5 separate regions of the Mus musculus genome follow, and regions 1, 2, 4 and 5 are each linked to region 3. The links are chromatin contacts, called in public HiChIP or PLAC-seq and promoter capture Hi-C maps. All regions are on one chromosome and are shown on one strand. Each heading gives the region's core, a stretch centred on a gene start, on an enhancer-like site or on the middle of the called end of the contact. The rest is flanking DNA. Distances are from core to core; before and after follow the strand shown. Region 1 holds the start of Shc2 (SHC (Src homology 2 domain containing) transforming protein 2). Region 2 holds the start of Plpp2 (phospholipid phosphatase 2). Region 3 holds the start of Slc1a6 (solute carrier family 1 (high affinity aspartate/glutamate transporter), member 6). Region 4 holds the start of Mier2 (MIER family member 2). Region 5 holds the start of C2cd4c (C2 calcium-dependent domain containing 4C).

Region 1 (2,700 bases), core at 127-2,626, 860 kb before region 3:
TTACGTCATTTGTTGCCGCAGATTAAAGAGTAGAGCCAGCCCTATAACCTCCCCATTCAGTGATGTTTGTGCACCCAGACCGGGAACGCCTTGGTCCACACTTAATCAGCTAGATTCTACAGCCATTTTTCAGACTTCAGCCCAGTGGCGCTCCTCTTCCAGCAGACAACACCAAAGGCGACCTGGCTGGGCTCCTGAGAGTGCCTGTGTGGAAGTGGCTGAGAGCCAGGCGCGCGCGCCTCCGCCCCCTCCACAGGCAGTGATCTAGTTTCTCTCGCATCGATCTGGCCGGCCTTGCCCCTCCTCCGCACCCTGCCCCGCCCAGCACTCTTCTCTTTGTTTCCCGGCAGTACTGTCCTGGAAAGGGCGGGGGACAGAGGCAGGGTGATGATGACAACCCCTTCCCTCACAGAAGGAATCCCCTTGGGGTCTGAATCGGTGTCTCCGAGGTCTCTTGAGCCTGGGCTGGGGCTGTTGGCAGGCCTGAGAGTTCTGACCCTCGGGTTCCAATATGAACCCAAAGAACCGATGGATGTCCTTTGCTTACAGCCTAGGAAACAGGCCAGGAGCCAGCAGAAGCGACCCATGGTCACCTTTAGACTTCTCCAGACGCAGCGCCACCCGCGGTGTCCTGGGCACTTGCTTCACTTCCAGGCCTCAGTTTCCCTTTAAGCCTTGGCCTTGCTCCAGGGTTCAGTTTTCCCACTAACCAGTAAAGAAGGTTCAGTTGGAGGGGGTACCCTCTGAGTCTGAGGTTCTCTTGTCCTGGACCCCAGCCTGTGCACTGGCCCAGGCCCTATTTGGACCCTATTTAGAAGTAAAGTTGGGCAGGATATGACTGAACGTGTCAAGGACCCGGATAGTCTCATCCTGCCTCTACCACCCAGACCTCAAGTTCCCTTTTGTGCCTTATCCTTACCCTAGCCCTCGGTTTCCTCACTGAGCAAACCCGGTGGAACAGTGGCTTAAGGGATACTTAGGGGCCGGAGGATAGCTCTACAAAGCCAGGCCTCAGTTTCTCAACTTAGAAGTAAAGAAGGGCAGGATGTTGCTGGAACAGTGGTGAAGGGTGGCCTCGGGGTTAGGGGATCACTCCCTGCACCTGCGACTTCAGGCCTTAGTTTCTCTATTTAGAAGAAAAGAAGGGAGGATAGGATGCTGCTGGAGTGAAGGCAGAGACTTGGAAGTTGAAGAATGGCGCCCCGCCCCGTGTATGCGACCCCTGTCCTCAGTTTCCCCATCGGTCTGAGCCTGACTGGACATTCCCTCGGGGAGCCCCGGCAGGCTGCGCTAGGTCGGAGGCGGCGCTGCCAGAACAGGGTCGGGGTCCCAGGAGTGTAGCCCCCCGCGGCTGCGCGCTGCGCGGAGCGGTGACATCACTCGGCGGGGAGGAGCGCACGGCTCTGGACCAGGCTCAGCCGGGGCTCCTCGGCGGCCGCGGCCATGACGCAGGGTCCGGGTGGCCGCGCGGCCCCCGAGCCCGAGGCGCCCACCACCTTCTGCGCACTGCTGCCGCGGATGCCGCAGTGGAAGTTCGCAGCGCCGGGTAGCTTCCTGGGCCGCGGTCCCGCGGCGACGCGCGTGGCGGGGGTGGCAGAGGCGCAGCCGGAGCCCGGGGTCCCCGCGCTGGCCGCTGTGTTGGGCGCTTGCGAACCGCGCTGCGCCGCGCCCTGTCCGCTGCCCGCGCTCGGCCGCTGCCGGGGCTCGGGGACGCGGGGCGCGCGGGTGACTCCGGATGTCGCTGACGAGTGGGTGCGCAAGGGCGGCTTCATTCACAAGCCGGCGCACGGCTGGTTGCATCCCGATGCCAGGGTCCTGGGGCCCGGGGTCTCTTACATCGTTCGGGTGAGTGCGCTCAGCCTCTTTCCCGGCGCGCCGTGGTCGGGGACCGCTCCCACCCCCAGTTTGGTCTCTTGGACCCCAAGAGCCAAGTGAGCGCTCCCCACAACCCAGGAACCCAGTCTCCAGTACGCGCGCTTCTCGACCGCCCCCACTCGCAGGCGCTGGGGTCCGGGTTCTCACGGCGTCACGTGGGGAGGGGCGGGGAGAGGGCGCAGGTAGGGAGGGGACACACGCATGCGCAAGCTAGCCGCACCCCCCCTCCGCTATTGGGTGGGAGAGTCCTTAAGATAAGGACTAGGTATCCGAGGGTTCCCTGACCCCGGAGAAAGCAACTTTGCAGGCTTATAGTGGGGACTCAAGCTCAGGGCTCAGGGTTCCAAATTCCACATCAGAGCCGATGAAGTGAAGGGGCCTGGCTTTGTTTATCCCCTTTATTTTGGCAGAGGTGGAAAGGGGTAGGGATTTGGCCAGAGGATAGCGACTTCCAGCTGCAGGCCATCATTCTGGCTTATCAACCCCAAATATTGGGATGCTAAGATGAGTGTCACCACTTCCAGACCTTTGTTCTTTGTTTTGTTTTTGAAACGGGGTCTCATGTAGCTCAGGCTGACCTGGAAGTCACTATGTAGCTGAGGATAACCTTGCATTCCTGATCCTCCTGCTTCCACTTTGCAAGAGCCAGGGTGACAGTCATGCACCACCACACCCATTCCCTATGATGCTGGGGATGGAGCTCAGCCCTTTTCATGTTAGTTGAGCTCTGTATCTGCTTAGCCCCAGCCCCTACCCAGGTTTCTATTGTGACCTTTGCAAGGGTGGGGGGATGGTGTACCACGTGCCCTCAAGTCATTGGGGACA
Region 2 (2,700 bases), core at 42-2,541, 750 kb before region 3:
AGGGTCAGACCTGCCACATAGGTGTCAGGTAGGCATGGGGGAGGGACATGAATGAAGACCTGAAGCCAGGTTTCTGCACAGTCCTTGTCCAGTCCTGTGTGTAGCACAGGTTACAGTGTATTGAAAGCTCTGCCTGCCCATTTTATAGGCCACTTTCTAGGATGCAGGGACCCTCCCTTACCCCGAACAGGTCACTGCATGCTGCTCCCCCCCAGCACCAAAGCACAGGCACTTGGGTTCTCTGAGGACCTCTCAGGTCAACTCTGCCTAGGTGACATCCTGCAGGAGAGAAGGTCAGGGGAGACCTTTTGGACCTTCAGCAAGGGGTTGTCTCTTTCCTGACCTTCCCTGCCCTCAAGTCTCAAACATCCTGGACTCAAGTCAACCTTGTGGTGGAGGAAGGTCTGACTGGCTCTGAGTGTGGCCTCCGTGGAGGCATCAAGGAGCTGGAGTCTCTGGAGTGGAGGCTTCACGCTGTGGCCTCTTACAAAGGATTCAGTGTGGGTTTTGGAGATCCTGGCCTTTCTTTCCAGAGTCTACATGCCCTTGGCTCCCAAGTGTCCCTGGCCCAGGGTCTCAGGACACCCCCTGAACAGGGTAGGCTGGGTCCCACCCATCATAGGTCAATTTCAGAATCTCTGTGGCATTCTCTAGAGTGGATACAGCCTGTGTTAAGGCATGATCCTGACCTTCCCACCATGAAGGGTCTTGAAACCTTCCAACCTGACAGCAACTACAAGATGCTACTTTAGAGGGAAGGTGGGCTTCTGCCTGAGTTTGGTCATCCCATGCTAAGGTACTTATGGGTTTAGAAGTGTCACTGTGTCCAGCACAGGTGCCCTCCTCTGGAAAGGTTGAGATCAACTTAGGAGTGCTGCCCAGGCGGTTGTCGGCTTGCCCTCTCTGCAACTCTGCATTATCACTGCAGAACCCCGCCCAAGTGTTGGGGACACCTGGGTGACCTCCAGCCTACAGTCTTGAGTTCTGGTGGCCCCTCCCAGCTGGAAGACTCCTTTCTGCATGGAGACCCCAGTCAACACTTCTGAGTCTTGTTCTCAGCCCTGAGATTCTCGGATCCCAGCTTGGAGATCCCTCCCAAATAGGGGACTTCAGTTTGTCCTGAGACACGCTCCCACACCCGCCCATCCCAGCCCCTGCCCCTGCGCGCCCGGGTCAAGGTGGCAAACACACCCCTCAGGGCCTCCGCCCTCTCCTGCCCTCCCGCCTCCGCACTTTCTCTTCATGCCACGCCCTCCCTCAGCCCCGCCTCCGCCTCGCCCGGGCCCTTTCGTCAAGCCCTGCCCTTTCCCTGGGTCCGGCAGTCTCCACCGCCATGTGATCCTGGGGCTGCCGGGACAGCTGGGGCAAGCGGGGGTCGCGGGCGTCCCTGGGCCGGGGCGACATGGAGCGGAGGTGGGTCTTCGTGCTGCTGGACGTGCTGTGCGTGTTGGTCGGTAAGAGCCTCAGCCCCGGGTGCGGGGACTTTTTCCCAGGTGCACACTCCCTCGGTCCCTCTGGCCAGTGTGCGTTAGAGATGCGGACGATGGTGACCAATGCTTTACACTTCCCTGTGAGCACCCCGCCAGCCCTCCTGGGCTCCTGGCGGGATCGGGGCTGCCTGTCTACCTGTAGCTGTTCCTGGGTGGAGGGTCCTGGCAGCAGGAAGTCGCTCGAGTGCCGCGGAGCGATGTGACTCACACGGGCGGGGCAGAACCAAGACCCTGCAGGCCAGTGACCCATGGCCAAGGTCCAGCACTGTGCCCTCGGGAGGCGGGGACAGCTAGGCTCGCACAGACAAACCTGCCATTCCGGTTCAGGCCGCTGGGAGGAGCGTCCCGAACCCCCCAGGCTCGAACAAAGGCCAAGTGTTCGTTGGGGCCCAGGGGACAGTGGCTGGATTCTAACCCAAGGCGGTGACGGTGACGGGGTGCCTCTATCTTCCTTCATTCTGCATCTCCCTCCCCTTCCACCTTCCATATCCCGGAAGGATACTCATTTTAGCTGGGCCCGTTGGCAGCCAGAAAGCCCGTGGGACACCCCTCAGCCATTGGCACCCTTTTTAAGTGTATGGGTTTGTAGAACCATTTCTGTTGCTTTAACTGTATGCCAGGGACTACAGGACTTGGAAATAGTCTACATTTTTCCTTGGAAAGTCCTGAGTCCCCAGGGGCGGAGCTACCTGGGAAGTCACAGCAGCAGGAGGAGGCCTATGCCTCTGAGTGGCTGAATGAACACTGGAGTCAGTGCACACTTTGGGTGGTGATAGGGAAGCCTTGCAGCCAGAGTGAAGGAGGCCCTTTCCTGTTGGTGGGAACAAAGTACCCTACAAATACCCACTGCAGGTGGAGGAAGAAGAGGGGACACAGCTGGGAGCCAGTGTCCTGGCCCACACCTGCCATGCAACCCAGCCATGTTCAGGGCTTTAGGTTCGTCCAGACCTTGCACAGCTGTGGTCTGCCTGGCTTGTCTGCTGAGGATTCACTAACTTCAGTTGTCTTCAGTGTTGCTCTCTACCACCAGATCCTTGGAGTTTACCTCCTCCTATGCAGAAGATGTGTGTTTCCCCTGATCTCTCACATCCTCCTCTGACCTCAGCTCCTCTATTTCCTCTGAACCCCCTCTTTCCTCTCTCATCTTTTCTGATACTCTCTTCTCTTTGATCTTCTCTCTAACCATCTCCATGTTCTTCCCTGCTCTTCC
Region 3 (2,700 bases), core at 25-2,524:
AAACCAGGGAAGTCCTCTTTACCACCGAGCCATCTCTCCAGCCCTAAAGCTGTAAGCTTAAATGGCCTGTTTTTTCTCTCCTCCCTCCATTCTCAGGCCTATAACTAAGCCATCTCCAGGGCCTTTTCTTGCACAAACGATGGCGGGCTAAAGGAAGATTCTTTGTTTAAATAACATCATATATTGATGCTATGCTACCTGGAGGAGTAAGTGACAGACGGGAAAGAGGCAAGATAGACATCATTCATCACACACTCACTTGAATACAGACAGCGTCACATCCTGTGTGCAACTGACACCTATGTACTCCTTTATGGACATGCAGTCCCACGCAGACTCTTCAGACATACAGCCACACACCCTCCAGAACTGTGAATCCATACGCGCCATGCCAAACACATATTTCCTCCCCACAAACAAACCTTTGCTACAGTCATGCACACCAGAAGACAGATAACCTCTCTCACACCGTCAGAAATACAACCAACCCCATACATTCAGCATTAGACATACAAAGTCTACACAGAGAAACACACACATGCGCGCCAGCACGCGCGCGCCACCACCATGCACACCATGAAACTCAAAGCCACACACTTTGAGCCTCCTGCACAAGTACCCCATGCAAATGAAACTCCGTGGACAATGATGTTCACCAAAGTCTTAGGCACACAAGCACATGCTCACCCAAAAATAAATAACACAGTACAACCACAATCGCACCTCCATACCCAGCTCCCTTGGAATGATGGTCGGTCTTAACCACAGCAGGCATGTCTGGAGTTGGATTATGAACCCCTGGTAGGGAAAATGGAGTCCAGCCAAAGAAATAGGAGAGACATCATATTCAGTATTGGAAATAGGACTGCCTGGGAGTTGAGGTTGCTGAATGGGGAGTTCTGGAGATGGGAAGGAGACCCAGGGATCTAAAGTAAGGAAACTCACCAGAGTGGCAGGGCAGAGGCAGGCTCAGCACCTATAACGGGACTGGAAAGCACTGAGGAAAGGTAATGAGAAAGTGGAGACCTGTGCACAGGGAATGACTCGGACCCAGAGCCAACCCTACTCAGGATAAATGTCCCACTCACCAGCCTCGGGTCAGCGGGGCCGCCTTGCCCGCGCCTTGGCCTGCGCGCTGCGCCGGGATGCAGAAGCCAGAACCCGCTGAAGGACCTGGCCGGGTCCGCAGGGACCCTCCAGGGACCCGCGCTGTGTCTGCGTTGGGGACCCGAAGACAGAGAGAGCGACGCGGAACAGGGATGCGCTATGCAATCGGAGGAATGCAGGCTGGCCTTGAGCTCACGTGGGTGCGGGGGGCGCGGGGCCGGGGCGGGGGGCGGGACCCCCTCGGGGATGTCCCCCTGCCGCAGCTGCTCAGGAGCTCCGGGACGCGGGGCGGGCGGGGTGACCGGCCTCTCCCGCACAGCCTCCGCCCCCGCGCCGAGCCGCGCCTCCGAGCCCGCCCCCTGCCCCTCCCGAGTCCTCCGAGGCCAGCAGGCCTCCTGGGATGTTGGGGTACCCAGCCCTGTTACCGCTGGGAGAGCGCCCACATCCTCAGCGTGGGTCTGAGGCAGGGGGAGGGAAGACAGCCCGCATCGGGTGACCACAGCCACCACGTGGGCTCGCTGCCCAGCTTCTCCCTCAGGTGCACCTTTCTGGCTTTGGCCACTTTACTGCTGTGTCCCTCTCGGCCAGTCCCTCTCCCTCTCTGAGCCTGGCCTCCTCGCTGAAACAAGGGAGGTGACTTGGCCGACCTGAGAGAAAATTACAGCTGAGGAAAGTAAAGCGAACGTGAAAACGCTCTCTGCAGCATGAAGCGCTGTGCAAATCGAAACCTTTCATAATTGCTGTTACTGTTGTAATTAATGGTATCCCTTGCAATCTGCAGCGTATCTGCGACACTGTGGAGCTGGCATCTTCCTCCAGGTTGACACTGACTTGGTAGCTTCCAGCACATTAGTTCTTCTGAGAACTGAGCCTCTTTACAGAGTTTGACACCAACCCCAGCGGGATAATAAAAATCAACCCGGAAGACACTGGTTAGATGGCTTACTACTGCTTGCAGGGCAAGGCTGGCAACCTGAGTTTCATTCCTAGAACTTACGTAATGGTGAAGGAGAGAACCAACAAGGAGAGAACCAACACCAGATCTCCACGGATGTGCCGTGGCAAGCTCACAATACAAACATGTACTGTAGTGTAGTCAATCGATGTTCGTTGTTGTTATTACTGTGCTATTATTGATGGCAACATCATGCATCTGGAAGATTCCTTGAGTTCTATTTCATTTACATAGCCATACTAAACACACGTTACCACCCCAGTTTGCAGACAAAGTGACAGGTTCTCATAAAATAGCACAGCCTTCAGAGCTGTCCAGTCGTTGTACTCAGAGCCCTGGCCCTAATCCTTGAACACTTGCTAAACAAGGTAGTTCTCAGTCTTACCTGGACCTTTTAAACACAAGGAGAACAGTTTTAAATTCTGATGCCAAATCAAAACTGCACTGGGATTCTACCCCACACCCTCCCCCCAAGTCAGTGTGGCTCTCAATCCAGAGATCCACAAATCAGTGGACCAGTGTGGCTACAGGTACGTTGTGGGATCATCCCAAAAGTTCACCAGCCCCTGAACAAAAAAAAAAAAAAAAATGCAGTACATTTACACCATGAAATTTTGCACACCCATAAAGAATGAAAT
Region 4 (2,700 bases), core at 187-2,686, 770 kb before region 3:
AACTTGGAGGCTTCTACAGTTCTCTCTCCTCTGACACTTCTGAAGAACACAGTCTCACCATTGAGCGGGACCTTCCCTTTTAGGCTGGGTCTGGAGCCCACACTTCTGTCAACAGTTTCTGAACTCTGGCCTGGATGAGAGATGTTGTCTAGGCATCACCTGAGGAAATGCTGAGTGTCCACCTCCCCTAATGATGCTCATATTTCCCAGCTGGCTGAAAGGTCACCTCAGTTCCCCATTGCAACTATCAGGTCCATGGGAAAGAAAGCCCTAACCTTGAAGAATCTTTCTGCTCATCCATTCATCCAATTGCTTAACCTTTGGTAATTGGTTAATTTGTGTGTGTTTGCTATTGTTGTTTGTCTTGACACATATAGGGTCTTACTACGTAGCCAAGGTTGTCCCAGAACTTGCTACATAGACCTCCAACTCACAGAGACCTGTTTGCCTCTGACTTCTGAGTGCTGGGATTAAAGGCTTGTGGCACCATACCCAGTAGCTTGGTTTCTTGAGGCAGGGTCTCGCTCCAAAGCCCATGCTAGCCTCAAACTGATAGTAACTCTCATGCCTCAGCCTCCTGGGCACTGGAGTTACAAGTATGGGCGACCATGCCTGGCTTTCTCTAGTGATCCTTGTCACAGTTCTCTTTTTGGGTTAGGACTGACTGACTCAGGTTCATGGAATGATGAACCCACCAAACGAGCAGGGGGCAGACTTTCTGTCTTGGGCAAATCCTCAGGGGTGGGAGACAGCTTTTGTGCTTGAACCTTAGTGGTGCCTTCACCTCCCAGCTTGGTCCTGGCCCCAGAGGGAAGGAAGAGTCATTTGGTGACTTGTGTAGACCAGAGGCCTTCACCTCTGCAAGCCTAGGTCTGCCCACCGGTCTGCCTCTCCCATTCTGTCTGCACCCTCCTGACAGCGAAAGTCAGGTTTGTGCACCTGTTCTGGAGGCTCTCATGCCCTGCTCTCTGTACCAGTGTCCTTCACCTCAGGACCACCCCCTCACCCCTAGACCATCCCTCACCTGTCAGTTGTTTCATCTCATTCTCCCTCATTTCAAGACATCCTCCCCTTCATCTCTGGACTATCCCCTCTCACCTCTAGTCCATTCCCCATCACTTCTGGACCTTCCCCTCACCTCCAGACCATACCCATTTCACTTCGGGACCCAAACCCCTCACTGCTAGATTGTCCCCTCACCTGTGGAACCTCTTCACTTGTAGACTGTTCTTCACCTGTGGCTTGTTCCCTGTTTGCGCCATCTCCCTCACCTGTGGACACACAGGAATCAGCTGATTGGCTGATGTACGGGCGTGGGGTACACCGGACCCAGGCTATAGATCTCCGCTCCTCGCCAGCACACCTACTACGCGCCTCCTGCGGCCCCGCCCCACTCCGCCTCCCAGCTCCTCCGCCAATAAGCGCGCGGCACCGCATCCGGGGACCCGCGCGGCCGCCGCCTCCCGCGCGCACGCTCGGCCATGGCGGAGGTGAGTGAGCGGCTGGGTAGCGGCCCCTCCCACACACTGCCCTGGGTCGACCTGGTCCGGCCCGTGCTCTCCCAGTCCGAGCGCCTCGAGCCTCCCCACTATTACCGGGCGGAGCATGAGCCCCGTGGGCGCCCGACGACCCCCCTTCCCCATCTCGGCTATGGTGCGCATGCGCGGGCGGGCGGGGGGGAGGGGCGCGAGGCGCGGGCGGCCGGGTGCGGGGCCGAGACCCGGGGCCGCGCGGCGGGAGGGCGCCGCGGACCGGGTGGGTGTGCGGCGCTGGCGTCTGGGACGGCGGCGCGGGGACCGCATTCCGGCGCGTTGGGGATGAGCAGGGCGCGGAGTCGGCGGCTCTCTGCGAGCGGAAAGTTTCGCGCGTGGAGTTCGTCTGGCTGTGGGAGCGAGAGCGCGGGCCTCCCCGCGGGTGCGGGGCTGCGGCGCACAGCCCAGAGCTGACCTGCACCTCGGGGTGCGGCCGCTGAACTCCGGGACCAGCCCCCAGCGACGCGCTGCGAATCCGCCACTCCGGTACTGGAACTCTGCACAGTGCGCGAGTGGGGCAGCTTGGGGCAGCAACAGGCCCGCGCGTGGGCCACAGGGTCGGGATCTGGGGGCCCCGTTGGACAACTCTGGCTGGTTGACTCAGAGGGTTCTTAGGGGTTTAGTTCCTTCTTTAGGGGGCCTTTGGGGAAGCAGACCTTCTGAAGACAAGATAGATCAACCGATACCCCTTTTGGGGCATGGCGGCCAAGTGGGTGCTCTTGGGCTGCTCTGCCCTGTGTGGCATGGGTGGTGGAGACTCCCCAGCCTGTGCTTACGTGCTCTCCTGGAGTCTAGGATTTGGAAGGGTTCTGCCTCAGTTTCCTCATCTTAAGTGGGAACCTGGTGGTGCCTTTCTATAACTGAGAGGGTGTTTTGCTGCATCCATGTTTTGAACTCATGAAAGTGGCAGTGGTTACATAGAAGTCCTCAGTGTCAGCTACTTGGTTAGTGTGTGTCTCAGCCATCTCTTTGAGCTGGTGGCTTGTCCCGTTCTTAGTCTAAGCCACACCTCTTCGCTGTGCCTATCCTTTGCAGTCCTCATGAGACCATCCAGCCCCTGGGTTTCTTTCTTGTAGTCGGAATTCCTACAGAGTTGCCTGTCAGTTGTCCCACTTCATCTGGTCTCTAGGACGCCACCTCTGACCCCAGCTGCCCAGCTCCCACCCGT
Region 5 (2,700 bases), core at 97-2,596, 830 kb before region 3:
CTCAGAGGTTGGGAGACTTACCTGCCATCACACAGAGGGAAGTATGGTCAGCCACAGGATTGAAGCGCCAGTAGAGCAAGCCCAAGGCACCTGGTTCCTGGGGGCTGTGATCCTGTAGCTAACCTTAGGTTGAGCCTGGCCTTACCCTGCTAGGTCTCTTTTGCCATGGCTGATGGATGGCAGTTTCTTCCATTGCCCTCTAGATTTCCTGTTACAAGATTTTTGTTTGTTTTGTTTTTGTTTGGTTTGAGACAGTCTCACTATGTAACCTTGGCTGTCCTGGAACTTGCTATGTAGACCTGGCTAGACTCACATAGAGATCTGCCTGCCTCTGCTCCCCTCCCCCTCCAAATGCTGGAATTAAAGGTGTGTGTCACCACTCCAGGACTGTTATAGCTTTGTCATGGAGAGCCACACACCTATATTGTCATTCGCCGGTGTGTTGTTCCATGGCTACCTGTTTCATTGGTCACTAGGATAGCCATCAGACTGTTCCCAGCATCTGGGTCATTTGGCCATAGATGGGTACCAGATAAATGTAGGCCCATGGAAGGTGTATTACACCAAGTACCTGATGCTGAGCTGTGGAAACCCAGCCAACAGTGACCAGGCCTTTCTCTGGGTGGGTTGTTCTCCTAGAGTGAAATTGTCACCTCATCTACAAACGCTGAGGATGACTGACTCCCTGCTGGGTGGCCATGGGAACCAGAGATGGAGAAGGTCATGTAGAGGCTGATTGGGACTCAGTTCCCAATTCCAATCATTAGAGTTATTATTATTGGTTGAAGACCAGCTGGCTAGTGAAGGGATCTGTTGTGTTCCCCAGAGCTGAGAGGAGAGGCTGGGACTAGAAGTGGTACAGCTAGACTCAGCTGGATTCAGTGACACAAGCCCCGCCCCTCAGCTCCCCTTCCAGACTCTATGTATTCCATTCAGTCTAGCATCAGGAGGCTTAGATCAGTAGTCTGGGTCTTGCCCAGGACCACAGGCTATACAAGTTGGTATCACCCCTCACCCCTCACAGAACTCTTTCTCTGTACCAGGAGGCAATGCCCCATCCACCCTGTACCAGGCAGGTGGTTCAGTGCTACCAACCCTGCCCCTGGCTGGAACAATGTAGTCCAGACACTCCTGCCAGCTCCGCCCCTTCTTCAGGCTCCACCCTATTTACCAGTAGCTCCGCCTCCCCCCTCCTCAGCTTGAACCAGGAGACTGTCTCCTAGGCCCAGCTCCGCATGCAGACCCGCCCTATTTATATTAGGAGCCCTGCCCCCGATTCCCCGCCAGTTCGGGAGGCCCCGCCCCTCGCGGATTGCGAGGACGCGGGCGCGCGGCCGCAATCGGAGGAATACGGCTTGGTGGGCGGTTTCCCGCGCCGAGAGGAGAGCTGGCCACTGCGCTACCGCCTCGCTCGCAGCTGCGCCGGGCTGTAGCCTAGCTCCGCGTTCCGGAGTCGCCGCAGCCCGTGGGGCAGGTGAGCCCAGCGCGCTCCGCGCTACCCATACCCGGCGCACAGGGAGTCGGGGGCGCGGTCAGTTCGCTGCACCGGGCCCAGGGCTGTCGCCGCCTCCCCCAACGCACAGCGCAGCAGCTGAGTGAAGCCACAGGTGGGTGGCAGCTGGGGGCGGGGCCGGGATGCTCAGGCCTGTGGTTCCCTGGGGGGACCCCGATCCCCTGAGGTGGTGGTGGGTGGGTGCGCAGGATACAGGCCGGGCCCAGCTCGCGTGGGAGACTGACCCTGCTCAGGGCGCCCCAAGTGCTCAGCGTGATCCTACACTACGCTGGCTTCAACCCTAACAGGTGGTGACCCCTGAACCAGGTGTCAAGCCCATGGGGCCCTGGCGGATGACTCCCATGTACAGTACCACCCCCTGACATCCCTGACAGTCAGTTGACAGCTGGGCATAAATGCCAACTTCTTGATAACCCTAAGGTGACCCCTTAACACAAGTCCGACCCTTTGACAGCCCTGACAGGTGACATTTGAGCACAAGTGTCACTTCTGACTCCTATTTCTTTCCTCAGACTCCTGGTCTCTTGCCTGTCGCCCTCATGAGAAAAACCAACATGTGGTTCTTGGAACGACTTCGGGGGTCTGGGGAGAACGGAGCCAGCCGCGGTGAGGCTGGGGACAAGTCTTCCAAGGGTCCCTTGTATAGCAACGTGCTGACTCCGGACAAGATCCCCGACTTCTTCATCCCGCCCAAGCTGCCCTCTGGCCCCACAGAGGCTGAGGGACAGGCGGACCTGGGCCCCTCCACCTCAGAGCAAAACCTGGCTTCACCTGGGCCCCGTCGAGCACCTCGCAGTCCCCGGCTGCCGGCCAAGTTGGCCTCAGAGAGCAGGAGCCTGCTGAAGGCAGCCACACGACATGTGATTCAGATAGAGAGTGCGGAGGACTGGACAGCCGAGGAAGCCACCAACGCTGACCCCCAGGCGCAGGGTGCCATGTCATTGCCCTCTGTGCCCAAGGCTCAGACATCCTATGGCTTTGCCACACTGGCCGAGAGCCCCCACACCAGGCGCAAGGAGTCCCTTTTCCACAGTGAGCACGGGGCCCTGGCCCAGGTCGGATCCCCTGGTGCTGGCCGCCGGCGAGCAGGGGCCAAGGGCAATGGAGGTGATGGGGGATCCCGGGAGGTTGGGGGGGCCCTGATGAGCCCTAGCCGCTACTTCAGTGGCGGGGAAAGTGACACAGGG

The links. HiChIP or PLAC-seq counts read pairs in DNA pulled down with a chosen protein or histone mark. Capture Hi-C pulls out chosen DNA fragments and counts their contacts.
Region 1: an H3K27ac HiChIP or PLAC-seq map of embryonic stem cells shows a contact between it and region 3, with 5 times the contacts expected there. The contact joins the promoter of Shc2 here to the promoter of Slc1a6 in region 3. A contact is called at or near these places in 5 of 39 promoter capture datasets (cranial neural crest, embryonic stem cells, hippocampal neurons and 2 more) and 4 of 115 datasets of contacts at active chromatin or transcription factors (embryonic stem cells, forebrain and stem cell-derived neural progenitor cells).
Region 2: a contact with region 3 is called in an H3K4me3 HiChIP or PLAC-seq map of stem cell-derived neural progenitor cells, with 5 times the contacts expected there. The contact joins the promoter of Plpp2 here to the promoter of Slc1a6 in region 3. A contact is called at or near these places in 1 of 39 promoter capture datasets (embryonic stem cells), 6 of 115 datasets of contacts at active chromatin or transcription factors (embryonic midbrain, embryonic stem cells, forebrain and 1 more) and 1 of 9 other capture datasets (embryonic stem cells).
Region 4: a contact with region 3 is called in a promoter capture Hi-C map of pancreatic islet. The contact joins the promoter of Mier2 here to the promoter of Slc1a6 in region 3. A contact is called at or near these places in 1 of 39 promoter capture datasets (hippocampal neurons), 1 of 484 Hi-C or Micro-C datasets (embryonic stem cells), 6 of 115 datasets of contacts at active chromatin or transcription factors (astrocytes, embryonic limb bud, embryonic stem cells and 1 more) and 1 of 9 other capture datasets (pancreatic islet).
Region 5: a contact with region 3 is called in an H3K4me3 HiChIP or PLAC-seq map of stem cell-derived neural progenitor cells, with 5 times the contacts expected there. The contact joins the promoter of C2cd4c here to the promoter of Slc1a6 in region 3. A contact is called at or near these places in 4 of 39 promoter capture datasets (embryonic stem cells, hippocampal neurons, pre-B cells and 1 more) and 2 of 115 datasets of contacts at active chromatin or transcription factors (astrocytes and stem cell-derived neural progenitor cells).

Annotation. Positions count from the first base shown.
Region 1 is chr10:79,636,594-79,639,293 of GRCm38.p6, reverse strand. It overlaps Shc2 (SHC (Src homology 2 domain containing) transforming protein 2), which reads left to right and starts at 1,376. Exons shown (of 13, transcript NM_001024539.1): 1 at 1,376-1,845. The coding sequence starts at 1,444.
Region 2 is chr10:79,532,378-79,535,077 of GRCm38.p6, reverse strand. Plpp2 (phospholipid phosphatase 2) reads left to right here and starts at 1,291. Exons shown (of 6, transcript NM_015817.3): 1 at 1,291-1,454. The coding sequence starts at 1,403.
Region 3 is chr10:78,779,070-78,781,769 of GRCm38.p6, reverse strand. Slc1a6 (solute carrier family 1 (high affinity aspartate/glutamate transporter), member 6) reads right to left here and starts at 1,274. Exons shown (of 10, transcript NM_009200.3): 1 at 1,089-1,274. It also overlaps a transcript of Ccdc105 not described here.
Region 4 is chr10:79,553,864-79,556,563 of GRCm38.p6, reverse strand. Mier2 (MIER family member 2) reads left to right here and starts at 1,436. Exons shown (of 14, transcript NM_001316699.1): 1 at 1,436-1,490. The coding sequence starts at 1,482.
Region 5 is chr10:79,612,664-79,615,363 of GRCm38.p6, reverse strand. It overlaps C2cd4c (C2 calcium-dependent domain containing 4C), which reads left to right and starts at 1,346. Exons shown (of 2, transcript NM_198614.3): 1 at 1,346-1,607; 2 at 2,026-2,700. The coding sequence starts at 2,053.